Linked DNA regions of Mus musculus: regions 1, 2 and 4 are each linked to region 3. The links are chromatin contacts, called in public ChIA-PET and promoter capture Hi-C maps. All regions are on one chromosome and are shown on one strand. The core of a region is the stretch at or near the end of the contact, and the rest is flanking DNA. Distances in the headings are between cores, read along the strand shown. Region 1 overlaps Abcg3 (ATP binding cassette subfamily G member 3). Region 2 holds the start of Lrrc8d (leucine rich repeat containing 8D). Region 3 holds the start of Gbp6 (guanylate binding protein 6). Region 4 holds the start of Zfp951 (zinc finger protein 951).

Region 1 (3,118 bases), core at 268-2,767, 340 kb after region 3:
TGGCCTGGGATTCTTCCTTGCTATTGAGTTATAGTTATTTTTGTTTCTGAAATATGATACCCTTGCCACATACACAATGCACATACATTTTCTCCCATTTATGTGTTGGCTTTTTATTCTGTTGATAATGCCATTGGTGCATGAATGGTTTTAGCTTACCTATTTATTCTGCATTTGTTGCTCGGGGTCAATTTTCTTGAATATATTTGGTTTGTTGAATGTGAGTGTTGGGTACCAGGATGCAATTCAGTTATTCTGAATTGTAGATGCCACTTTTGTGGTTGTTGTCTAGTTTGAGTTCTAATGTGGCCTTAAAAATATTCACTTATGTTCCAGATGTAGTTTCTCAGCAACATCACCATTGTCAAAATTCTCACTGAAATGTATGTATGGCAAATGCTTTGCTCAAAACTTTGCTCCCTGCTACACATCCCGAGATCAGGGTACCTCACAATGGCCAGATAATTTGACAACTAAAGAAACTTCAGGAAGCTTCTCTTGTGTATTTGTGAGGTGTGTGAGTGTGTTAGTGTGTGTGTGCATATGTATGATGGAAAGTGTGTCTATAAGGTGTGTATCAGTGTGTATTTATGTATGTGTGAGAATGTGAGTGTGTGTGTGTGTGTGTGTGAATATATAAATGTGTGAGAAAGACTTGTGTGTTAGTGTGCATGAGTGTGTGTTTGGGTGTAATTATGCCATGTTGGATACTTTATATACACTCTTGTGTGTGCTTCATCCAGGTTTATGTAGGTGTGAATACATGTACATGTGGGTCAAAATACATGTGTCTCCATGTGGGGGCCAGAGGTTGAGACTAGATTTTACTTGATGACTCTCCACTGTCTCTTTCAAGACAGGTTTCTCACTCAACCTAGAGCTCAATTATTGGCTGGGCTGGCTGGCCAATGAGCTCTAAGATCCTTCTCAGTATCCTTCATCTCTGTAGTACAGGTGTGAAGTGTGTGCCTGGCTTTTACATGGGTTCTAGGTCTGAACTCAGGTCCTCGTGGCTGCATGGTTGACACTTTGCTGAACAGGCCACCTACACAGCCCCACAAATCAGTTTGATGTGTGGGAAAAAAACAATTAGTTTTGAAAGAAAGAAGGATAAACCCAGCTCTTCAGTGGGTTTCCTCCTATGTGGATTGGCCGTCAGTCTGCACAGAGGCAATTGTTACAACAGGCATCTTCTCTGAAGTCTGAAGACTTGGCAATCCTCCTAGGACTTGGCTTGTGCCTGTGATGTTGGCACATCTCAATCCACCACAGCTCAGGTCACAGGATAGAAGATGTAGACACTGTCAAAGGAAGCATTCAGAAATAAACCCCCAAAACCCCAAAGTGGAAATGTTCTTGGAAAATGCAGACATAAAGAAGAGTTTTATTAGCTGTTTCTACATTGGCCTTTAGAAATTGTGAAATACTCTTAAGATGTATTTTTCACTTCCTCTCTTAGAGCATGTTAGAGGAAGTTGAACTGTGTGAAAATGGCCTTTGTGTGTGGTGAATGCTTCCTGAGGAGTGTTTGTTTCTTTTGGTTGGTGGACTTGTCACTTGCCTACTTGGCAGAACTAGAGTCATATAGGGGAAATGAACCACAATTGAGAAGATGCCTCTGTCAGACCGGCTGTAGGCAAGACTGTGGGATTCTCTTGATTAATGATGATGTGGTTGAGGCTGGCCCACTGGGGACAGAGTTATCCCTAGGCTGGTGGTTCTGAGTTGTACGAACAAGCAGGCTGAGCAAGCTATGAGGAGCAAGGCAGGAGGAGCATTCCTCCCATGGCCCCAGCTTCCATTCCTGCCCCCAAGCTTCTGCCTTGAATTCCTGCTCTGGCTTCTCTTAAGCTGGACCATTACTTGGGATATATTAGACAAATAAACCCCATTCTCCCAAGGTTGCTTTTGGTTATAGTGTTTACCACAGCAACAGAAACCTAAGCAGGACAGTTAGAAACACTTCCTCAGTATCATCTATTCAATTATTTTTAGGGTCAATATTAGTATTTAAACCATCAATGAAGTTCAGAAGGCCAGAAGTCGCTTCTCATGCTTGGATCCAGTGTTGCCTTTGTACATTCTCCAAGCAGTGTAACTGGGAACTGGATTTGAATTTTGTGGCATATGAACTCCTTTGGGTCAATAGTGTTGAGATGGCAGCAGAATAGGAAGGAACTGGCATTAAAGGAAATTATTACACCCAGAAATTGATCCTGTGCAAACTAACAAACATATATGAAATAATTTTTCCAAAATACGTCTGTAATCTGATGTTCATTGGAGCACTACACATAGTAACCAAGTTAAGGAATTTAAATGTCTGCCAACATTAAACTGGCAAAGAAAATGACAATTGTAATACTGTGCTTATGTTGAAAATGGGAATTTCACCAATAAAGGATAGAATTGAAGATTTAAAGAACACCATTCAAAGTAAAATAATCTAAGGACAGAGAGACAAACACGTGTTTCACTTACTTGTGGATTGTAAAGCAGTTCATCCCCCAGGCAGTGTGGCTGACAGAGGCGACTGCCAGAGGAGGTGTGCATCGAAGAGACACATGCAGGCTAAGAGTGAAAAATCCATTAAACTGGAGAAGTAACATTCTCTTCTACTGAAATAAGGTGTATGGCATATTCAATCCAGCAAGTACAATATACACCTCAATGTTTCTGAGCATATATTTCAAATGAGGTACCATAAAGATGATGTAGAGATGGGTGGGTACCACTTCCTTTAGTTGATTAAATTATTTCATAAAAGGTATAATTTTTCTTTTATACTTTATACATTTAACTAAATTTGTTAATCTATAGCTAAAACATTTTTAAAAATCAAAAGAATTGGGAACAAAACAACCATGGAAGGAGTTACAGAAACAAAGTTTGGAGCTGTGACAAAAGAATGGACCATCTAGAGACTGCCATATCCAGGGATCCACCCCATAATCAGCTTCCAAACGCTGACACCATTGCATACACTAGCAAGATTTTGCTGAAAGATCCCAGATATAGGTATCTCTTGTGAGACTATGCTGGGGCCTAGCAAACACAGAAGTGGATGCTCACAGTCAGCTATTGGATGGATCACAGGGCTCCCAATGGAGGAGCTAGA
Region 2 (3,156 bases), core at 317-2,816, 410 kb before region 3:
CCACACTCGAGCACTGAGCGAGTGTATTAGGTGCTCAGTGAACGCTGTGTGGGTGGGATTTTATTATTTAAATGGCCAGGGAAAGTTTCCGGATATCAGTGCTTCACGTCTATATCTCTTTCAAAAAAAAATAACAAAAACAAAAAAACTCACGTCTTCACAGCTGTCTTGACCAATACAAAATAAAAACTAAAAGAAAACTTTCAAAGTCACGGAGAAGGAAATTGTGGGAGGAAAGAAACCAAACAGGAGCCCCCAAAGTCTCAAGTCAGGGCTCCGGTTCGGCGAGGACGCCCAATACTTGGTCTCATCTCTTCGCCTTCTGCTCCCATTTCTTTACCCTGCTTTTTCTTTCCAGCAATCCTACCTCCCCACTCTCTGCCACGCACACCCCAGCTGCATGGGAACCGCGAGACCTTATACCCCAACCCTCTCCAGAGGGGACCTACCTCTCCTCCCCTCGACCCGAAGCAGTTCTCCTTCACTGCGGATGGCTTAAAAAAAAAAATCAAAGAACAACAACAAAAAAATCTCATTTCCTTATCTGTTAGGGATACCCCACATAAAGGGGGACAGAGACAGAGTGTCCCCCATCGACCCTCCAGTAACTGGAGGTGACAGTCCTCTGGGAAGGCACCCCAGTTCTCCTCTTTTTCAAGCCCCTAAACCAGAATCAAGCAGAAGTCCCGTTCCCAAGAGCCCACGCTTCCAAACAAGCTAGAAGCGGATTATACCGGTACCCAACCCGGAGATGGCCCGCGGCGCGCAGGGTGCACCTGCGGCCCCAGTGCCCTCCCCCCGGGCGCGGAGGGCGGGGCGCAGGGCTCCCCTCCCTTCCCCGCCCCAACCCGCGAGCACCCCGAGTGGCCCACCCGGAGCGGGACGGAGGCGGATGGGGAAGCGTTTCTGCAGAAGTTCAAGGGCTCCTCTCGCCGGCTCCGGGCCAACCAGGCCAGACACCAGACACCCACCTCCTGGAGGACTCGGAGCCACCGCGATAGGCAATCTCCGCCCCTGCGTTCGCGCGCACGGAGGCCGAGGCGGGAGCGCGGCAGCCGGCACCCGGCCCGCGCAGGGCCCAAAGCGAAACAATGTCCCAGCACGGGGTGGGGGGGCTTGGTCGCACTCCCCGCCCCAGGGTCCCGAAGCCCTCCGGAGTTCCCGATCGCAGCCCCGGGAGCAGCCGTGCTCCCCCGCGGCGCCGAGAGGCCGGACGTCTGCGCGCCCCGGGGCCGCTCCACCTGCGCCCTCCCGGCCAGGGTGGACCGACGCGCACCCACCTTCGCGGGCAGCCCGGGCCGCGCGTGCGGGAGCTTAGGCGGAGGCGGGAGGCGGCGGCATCACCTGCGGCGGGCGGCGGCTGCACCGGGACGCGCCCCGGAGGCGCGCGGCGCCCTGGACCCTGAGTCCGCGGCCCCGCCCGCGGCTGCCACCTCTAAGCGCGGCGGAGGAGCCGGGGCACCCCGGGCGGCGGCAGCGGCGGCGACGGGAGCAGCAGCACATGACTCTGTAACGAGGGGAATTAGACAAAGCGTAACATGGACTCCAGGCCCGTGCAGGCGCCGCAGCTCTGGGACCAACCGCAGCCTGCGAGCGCCGCGACTGGCCGGGTCGCAGCCAATGGGGCGGGCCCGGGCCTCCATGTGATTGCCTGCTCTGGGCCCGCGCACCCCGCCGCGCCTGCCTAGGGGGTCGGTCCGGCTGACCCGAGGGGCTGGGTGGCCGGGAGGTGACCGGGATTCTGGGCTGGCTGCTTGAAGCTCAGCAGGTGCACGAGGCGGAGAAGAATGGCCGCCGAACGTCGCCGGAGGCGCAGAGCTTATCTCTTTCAAGCGCACCTGGGCAGGGCATGGTGCCAGGCTGTCTGTTCCCTTGAAGCAACCGGGCTGGGCCGGGAAGCTTCGTCTGTGTTGCAGTTTCAGGAGGCTGTTCTGACCACTAAAAGCTGATCGTTGAGATTGGGAGAACGGGTGCGGGGTAGGCATTAAAAAGTCATCCAGTGCCTTCCAACTGGGAAAAAGCAATTACCTGGGATTCAGGGCTCGTGCACCTAACTTAATGTCTGCGCAAACAGATTTCTCTGCTAACAATGCCTTATCTCGTACGTTTTATTTTCAGCTGAATCGGGACCTCCCTGGTCCCAGTCGTTTAAGCCAAAAACGTCGTGCGTACGAAACAGGCACTTGGGAAGTTGTTCTAAAAAAAGTTTCCCAACTCGATAGCTTTCCGGTGTGTTTTTGTTGCCGTGCGGGTGAAGTTTCCTTAGTGTTCTTTTTTTTTTTTTTTCCTCTGTGGAGAGATGAGGGCCAGGACACCAAGTCAGTCAGGGTAATTATTTTAGTTCAATCAAAACAAACGATTCCTCCCCATACTTCAGTATCTCCTTTCATCTGAAACCTCACGCTTCTGGGAACTCATGCCCAAAAAGATGCCCTCCAGATTCATTTATCATCCAACGCTCTTAAAGAAGGCCAGGATCCTACAGAGAGAGGCAAAAAGGAAAATGTTTTTCTGGGCTCCCAGATGGTGACAGTGGCCCCTAAAAGGTAGAAGTAGGCCGCCCAGACATGGAAGAAGAGGCCAGGCCTTGAGGGCCAACACCCTCCCGCTGAGCAGCCCCAGGCAGTTTTAGATGGAACCTCAGCCTTTTGTTTGCTTCCCGGACCCTCCCGGACTGCAGCCTCTCCAATTCCCTACACCCTGCCAAGGAGGAAGTGCGTGGGCAGCCAGTGTGTGGCAGGTGATGTAATTACAGCCCTGGGTTTGCTGATCTAGGAGGTTAGAGGTTTTCATGCTCCTGACAACTAATGGTGGGACGGCTGGATGAAAAATGTCCTGCTGTTAAAATCAGTTTAGAAAAGTTTCTCCCTTTGCAGAACCACCACTTGCTTTTTCTATCATCTTTTTTTTTTTTCAAGCTGATTCTAGAGGTTTGTGGTTTTTTTATGGTTTTATTATTGGTATAAATTAAAAGGTAGGCCAGGCAGTGGTGGCTCACACCTTTAATCCCAGCATTTGTGAGGCAGAGGCAGGCGGATTTCTTGAGATCGAGGCCAGCTTGGTCTACAGAGTGAGTTCCAGGGCAGCCAGGGCTATACAGAGAAACCCTCTCTCGAAAAACCAACCAAACAAAATCTCAGCACTAGACTGGAGTCA
Region 3 (3,000 bases), core at 306-2,805:
CATGCTGTCGCCTATGTGATGTCACAGGTTTGGGATGTCCTGATGCCAACACCGCCTCTAAGGGGTACTCCCTTGTTTAATCCTTCCTGTGAAATCACAATGGATCACTCTACAGCTCCCCCCTGCTTTGTGTTTCATCCTTTACAAATGGTGTTCAATCTCCCATCAGGGACAAAGTTCAGACCCCAGTCTGCCTCCCTAAGGGCTCAGAAATTAAAGCTTTCATTTTTCAGCTTCCATCTCTGAAGTTTTCTTAGCTTCTATATTGAACACAACTCCTACTTACTATTCTTTAATTGCTTCTTTTAAAATCAGGTTTTAAAATTGACTGTTGTGTTTTATGAAAAGAAAAAGAAGTCAGGTATATGTTTGGTGGCTGTCTGGTGTCTTAGTTAGGGTTTTACTGCTGTGAACAGACACCATGACCAAGGCAAGTCTTATAAAAAAACAACATTTAATTGGGGCTGGGTTACAGGTTCAGAGGTTCAGTCCATTATCATCAAGGTGGGAGCATGGCAGCATCCAGGCAGGCGTGGCACAGGCAGAGATGAGAGTTCTATGTCTTCATCCAAAGGCTGCTAGTGGAAGACTGACTTCCAGGCAACTAGAGTGAGGATCTTAAGCCCACAACCACAGTGACACACCTATTCCAACCAGGTCACACCTATTCCAACAAGGCCACATCTCCAAATGGTGCCACCCTCTGGTCCAAGAATATACAAACGTCATACCTGGTATGTTGAGGTGAAAAGGGGTACCTCTGAGGGCCAGTGTTGAAGCATTACCTTCTTCCTGAGGTACCAGCCACACAATTGTATAGTATAGAATACAGTTTATTTAAGACATGGAGAGGGGAGTTGAGGGGTTAGTAGAGACAAAGAAAGAGGGATAGAGAGGGGAGGAAGGAGGAGGAGGGACAGAGAAGAAAGAGGGTAAAAAAGGAAGAGAGGACAATTGAGCAAGAGAGGGGGGTATGTGAGGGTACAAGCAGCCCCTTTTATAGTGAGTCATGCCCACCTGGCTGTTGCCAGGTAATTGTGGGGCAGCCCAGAAGAAATGGCAACAGGGATGGTTCCTGCTTTAGAAAACACATGTTTAAAACATTAAACATGTTTGATCAGAAAGCACTGGGAATTTCCCCTGAGAGAAGCACACTTGCAATACTCCCGGATTTTGTAATTTCCACTGATGGCTGCCTGGGTTTTACTGTGCTTTATCTGTGCCAAGAAGGCTGGAGGAAACTGGAAATGGGTTCCAAGGAAAGAGAAGGTAAACAGATTCCACAGTGGAGGCCTGCTGTCCCTTGGCTGCAACAGAGTATCACACTGGCTTTTCGGGATAGACAGGAACCTCTGACCTCCCTTTCCAGTCTTGGCCAAGTTAACATGGCCTATTTTATTTTACTTTCAGTTTTGTTTCTGCTGCAGCATGTGATTTCTTTTAACTCCTTCTCTCTCTCTCTCTCTCTCTCTCTCTCTCTCTCTCTCTCTCTCTCTCTCTCTGTGTGTGTGTGTGTGGTCAGCTTACATAAAAGAGGAGCAAAGAGAGCAGGAGGGAGGAGAGCAGAAGGGAGCCTGAGGAGGCAGCAGCAGCTGAGAACTGCACTTGGACCTGTGCTGTGGGACCAGGTATATTTACTTTTCCTTTCTTTAAGGAGCAACTTAGTCTGGACCTCAGCTTGATTTCCAAGTCAAAGGGGCAACTGAGGGAGGGGGAAGGGAGGCAGATTATGAGCTCTCTGGTCTGCAGGGGGCTGTGGCTGGCTTTAGGTCTAGGAGGTCAGTTTCTTTCCTCTGATAAAGGACAGATACAAAGTGGCAGCCTGACACTGCTGGCTGCCCTGCTCTGTTAGACAAACTATGGGAAGAGCCCTGGTCCTGCCTCAGCTGGGACCACAACAGCTCCTGCCCTGGTTCACAGGCAACTGTAGGCAGAGGAAAGTCTCTGTGGAGGAACCGTGTGAGGAAAACTCAGCACAAGAGCTTGGCAAACATCTATCTGGAAATAACTTAGTTCCTACCTCACTGACTTTGAATTAAGTGTAAGAAGATAATCCAGTTCTATATTGATGTTTATGTTGTATGTGAGATGTAGAGATTACGTAGTGCTATGTGCATTTTGTTTGGGCTGCTAGTCTTATTTCATACATGGAACTAAGCTGCAGAGAGCCTGGTTTCTGGAGTTAAGTGACGTCACCTGTATCTAACTTCTGGAGATTCTGCACATTCTCCTTCCTTGGCATAATGTCCTCATGCTCATCTGGGACTGAGGGCAGGGCAGGGGAGGCAGGTTATGTGTTGTCTGACCTGTAGGAGTCTGTGTCTAGCCTAAGTCTATTAAGGTCTACAAAGTTGTGTACAGTAGTTAATTTTATTCCCTTCTTTGGCTGAATAATATTCTATTGTGCACATTGTCAGACTGTGTTAATGTATGCATCTGTTGGTGATCTGTTGGTGGGAGTCTGGGCTGTCTCCACAATGTGGGTATTGTGAACACAGCTGCCATGATCACTACAGCTCAAAGGTCCATCCAAGTCCTTCTTTGCTATTTTGTTTGTGTTGTAATCAAAGAAGAGCTGTTAGATCAGACATAAGTATTGATTTTCTCAAAAGCGAGGACTGTTTCCCATGAGGTAATATTCTGTATTCTTAGCCACAGAGTACAGACACCTGAGTTGTCTAAATTCTGGGTTACATGGATTTGTTTTTGCTTTGTGTGGTAGCTGTCCTTGTGTGTATGGTTTGATTGGCACTTCCTCAATATTTGTCAAAGACATGTTATAAGAAACAATGGGTCTATAGAATTGTTGTGCAACAAAAACAAGTAGTTCTTAAAAATAACAGCATTCATGCTTAAACTGTAAACATCAGCAAAACTAAGTAAACAATTTCAAATAAATATGTATGTTAACCCAAAGCAAGCTTCAGCCTCAGTAAGCTCTAAGAAGCCAAATCACACATGATCATGTGACTCTAGACTCTTACACCATGTCCCTCAGCA
Region 4 (2,801 bases), core at 187-2,686, 430 kb after region 3:
TAAGAGAATCACCTGTCTTTAGCTTGTATAATGATTATCCTCTTAACAATTAATTATGTACAATTGCTACCTCTTCAGAAAAGGATTCATTGTTAAATTACCATTTTTGAGGGTTTCATATTTAAATTTCTATTTTGTATAAATTGTCTTGATAAGAAACAGAAACCATCTTCTTTTTCTCTATTTCTTAAATTTGTATTTTTTTGTACTGTAAATTCAGCAAATAAACCTGCAACTGATATGTACAATGGTGGGAATTGTTGAAAAATTATTTAAAGAGTTGTAATTCCACAGTATCTTTTGAGCATTTATATTCATACTCGCATATGCTTTCTTGGTACCAATAGCATGGGTGGAGGGAATTAAGGGAGCTTACAGCAGTGTTTAGAGACCTTGCACTGTCTTTCTTGTCTGCTCCAAAAGTCTGTGTCCTTGACACTCTGTCACCTCAGGTCCAACCCCCAATGGCAGGTAAGGTCAGCAGGGAGTTCCACTGGACAGGAAACAATGGTAGTGTCTTTGGATATGTCTTTTGAAATGGCCTTTAGTTGTTTGTTTTCTCCTTTCGATTGTTCCTTCCTCCTTTAATGATGGTTTTACTGCTGTGAACAGTTACCATGTCAAAGATAACTCTTACAAGGACAACATTTAATTGGAGCTTGATTACAAATTCAGAGGTTCACTCCATTAGCATCAAAGCTGGTGCATGGCAGGAGCCTAGGCTGGCATGGTGCAAGAGGAGCTGGGAATTCTACATCTTGTTACAAAGACTGTCAGGAGAATACTGGCTTCAAGGTATCTAGGACAAGGATCTTAAAGCCCTGTTATTCATGGAACAGAAAAACTTCATGTCATTCTCATATAATACAGAGCTTCACAATGGGAGGGCAGCAAGAAATTAACAGAAGCCCTGAAATACATTTATTGTCAACTGAGACTCAAAAAGAATAGATTTGAGGTTGTAGACGGGCTTTAAAATTTACTCTTCACGAAGCTAAAATATTGTAAACACAATATGGCTACATAATTTAAAATCATATCACACAGATATGTGCCCCCAAGGGCCCTGATTCAGTTCGTGGCTCTTCTGGGACTCTCAGCTATGCCTGGATGTTCAAGAGTCAGAACCTCCCCCCACCCTCCACCCCAGAACTGGGACACGTCACAGACCAGGAACTCCCTAACCAGCTCTAGCCTCGGCCCTCATCAAAGACTGCATTTCCCATCCCTGAGCAGACTCTTGGCTTCCCCTGAAGCCCAGCACCAGCCAGGCTGCAGAAAAGAAAAAAAGAGTCTAGATATTTATTCCCCGGTACGGAGCCCAAACAAGCTGTGCCCAACGGAAGTGAATAAATGGACTGACAGATTCACTGTCCAATCAGAGTCTCCATATGCGCCTGCCAGTCAGAAAAGGAGGAGGGTTCTTCCGGAAATCACATTGCAGGTTCTGCGAGAGTTTACGTGATTTTGTGTGTTGTTTTTTCAACTCAACTGCCGAGTACTGAGGGAAGCTCAGGAAGCTCTGAAGATACAGCATGGCCAGCACATCCTCACTCTCCGCAAAGGTGAGGAGCATATATTCCTCGGTTCAGAGCCCAAAGAGGCTGAAACCAGCGGAAGTGAATACATGAACTGACAGATTCACTGACCAATCAGAGCCTCCATACGTGCCTGCCAGTCAGAATAGGAGGATGCTTCTTCCCGAAATCATGTGGCTTCCATGCTATTGTGAGTCAATTGGTGTGTTGTGCTTCGACCTCAACTGCTGAGTACTGAGGGAAGCCTAAGCAAGCTCTGAAATTGCAGCATGGCCAGCACATGCTCACTGCCCACAAAGGTGAGGAGCTGGAGCCATTGTGGTGGGTCCTACTCGGGGCTGGGCGGGAACCGGCAGGTTTATGCAGCCGCGTGTGAGGTCTCTTAGTGTAAGCCATTCCTAGACCCAGCAGTGGCATCTGAATAACTTCCCTCTCTGGGCTGAATCTGCACAAAGCATTTGAAGCAGGGCCTTGTGTATAGAAACATCCTTGACAGGATGCCAGTGGCAGGCAGGCTTGGTTCCTCTAGTAGAGTCTACAAGTTCTTCTCCTGTATCATTTTTTGTTGTGATTCATCTGGAGTTAATTTTGTCTAGTTGTAAAAGGCATCCCATCTGTTGGGTGACTGAGAGCACGTTCTTTCAATATGTCTCTGCTTTTAAGGAACCAAAAAATAGATCCGTTAATTTTTGTACAGCTGCACCTTCAGCCTTTTAGAAAACTGTTTCTGAGACAAGCTATGTTGTCACGTGCATTCCAGTCTCATGCTCCCCAGGGCAATGACCCTGCTTTCCTTTTTATTAGACTTTCTTAGTTTGAATGTTACATGTATGTACAAGAGCGTTTTAAAATTACTCATTTAAGTCCTGTGATTAACTGTCCTTTGCAGTGGAAGAAAAAGTGCATTCCTGTGGAACTATGTCTTCTGCCTTCAGACTAGAACAGGAGGAATTGTTTACTGTGTACACAATAGGGTGAAACAATGTAGACAAGAGCTAGCTCACAGACTAAAGTTTAAGGGAGTCATCTGCAGGGGTCATCATTCTGAGGCAAAGTGAGTGAATGTTTTAAATTCCTCAGCATTTATTAATTCATGCATGTTTATAGAAATTGTACAGATTGGTGGGTATACAAGTTGGGGATGTTCTGTGTGATCAAACTTTGTTGATGTAATTATGTCAGCTGAGAAGCTGTGTGTGTATCAGGTTATAGATCAGCAGGTAATATTACACATAAGGACAAGATCATACATCATCTTATTTT

What was found. Promoter capture Hi-C pulls out the DNA fragments that hold promoters and counts their contacts. ChIA-PET counts read pairs in DNA pulled down with a chosen protein or histone mark.
Region 1: a contact with region 3 is called in an RNA polymerase II ChIA-PET map of memory CD8 T cells, with 4 times the contacts expected there. The contact joins the enhancer-like site here to the promoter of Gbp6 in region 3. A contact is called at or near these places in 8 of 39 promoter capture datasets (the 3T3-L1 cell line, the C10 cell line, cranial neural crest and 4 more), 2 of 115 datasets of contacts at active chromatin or transcription factors (double positive thymocytes and memory CD8 T cells) and 2 of 9 other capture datasets (adipose tissue and macrophages).
Region 2: a contact with region 3 is called in an RNA polymerase II ChIA-PET map of memory CD8 T cells, with 30 read pairs. The contact joins the promoter of Lrrc8d here to the promoter of Gbp6 in region 3. A contact is called at or near these places in 1 of 39 promoter capture datasets (liver) and 2 of 115 datasets of contacts at active chromatin or transcription factors (effector CD8 T cells and memory CD8 T cells).
Region 4: a contact with region 3 is called in a promoter capture Hi-C map of hippocampal neurons, with 2.6 times the contacts expected there. The contact joins the promoter of Zfp951 here to the promoter of Gbp6 in region 3. A contact is called at or near these places in 3 of 39 promoter capture datasets (embryonic stem cells, hippocampal neurons and pre-B cells), 1 of 115 datasets of contacts at active chromatin or transcription factors (memory CD8 T cells) and 2 of 9 other capture datasets (liver and macrophages).

The regions. Positions count from the first base shown.
Region 1 is chr5:104,956,735-104,959,852 of GRCm38.p6, reverse strand. The region is part of intron 10 of Abcg3 (ATP binding cassette subfamily G member 3); the gene reads left to right. Among named protein-coding and RNA genes, the nearest start is that of Gm24097, 22 kb to the right of the region's middle. Within about 2 kb of position 1,517, at least 80 of the 459 cell types and tissues checked have an H3K27ac peak or open chromatin away from gene starts, as enhancers often do. A contact at or near this core is called in double positive thymocytes and memory CD8 T cells, where this site is marked.
Region 2 is chr5:105,698,379-105,701,534 of GRCm38.p6, reverse strand. It overlaps Lrrc8d (leucine rich repeat containing 8D), which reads right to left and starts at 1,566. Exons shown (of 3, transcript NM_001122768.1): 1 at 1,281-1,566. Gm42166 reads left to right here. Exons shown (of 2, transcript XM_017321263.2): 2 at 672-3,156. The coding sequence ends at 1,647.
Region 3 is chr5:105,292,254-105,295,253 of GRCm38.p6, reverse strand. It overlaps Gbp6 (guanylate binding protein 6), which reads left to right and starts at 1,555. Exons shown (of 11, transcript NM_194336.2): 1 at 1,555-1,628.
Region 4 is chr5:104,858,703-104,861,503 of GRCm38.p6, reverse strand. Zfp951 (zinc finger protein 951) reads left to right here and starts at 1,436. Exons shown (of 5, transcript NM_001039231.3): 1 at 1,436-1,837. The coding sequence starts at 1,808.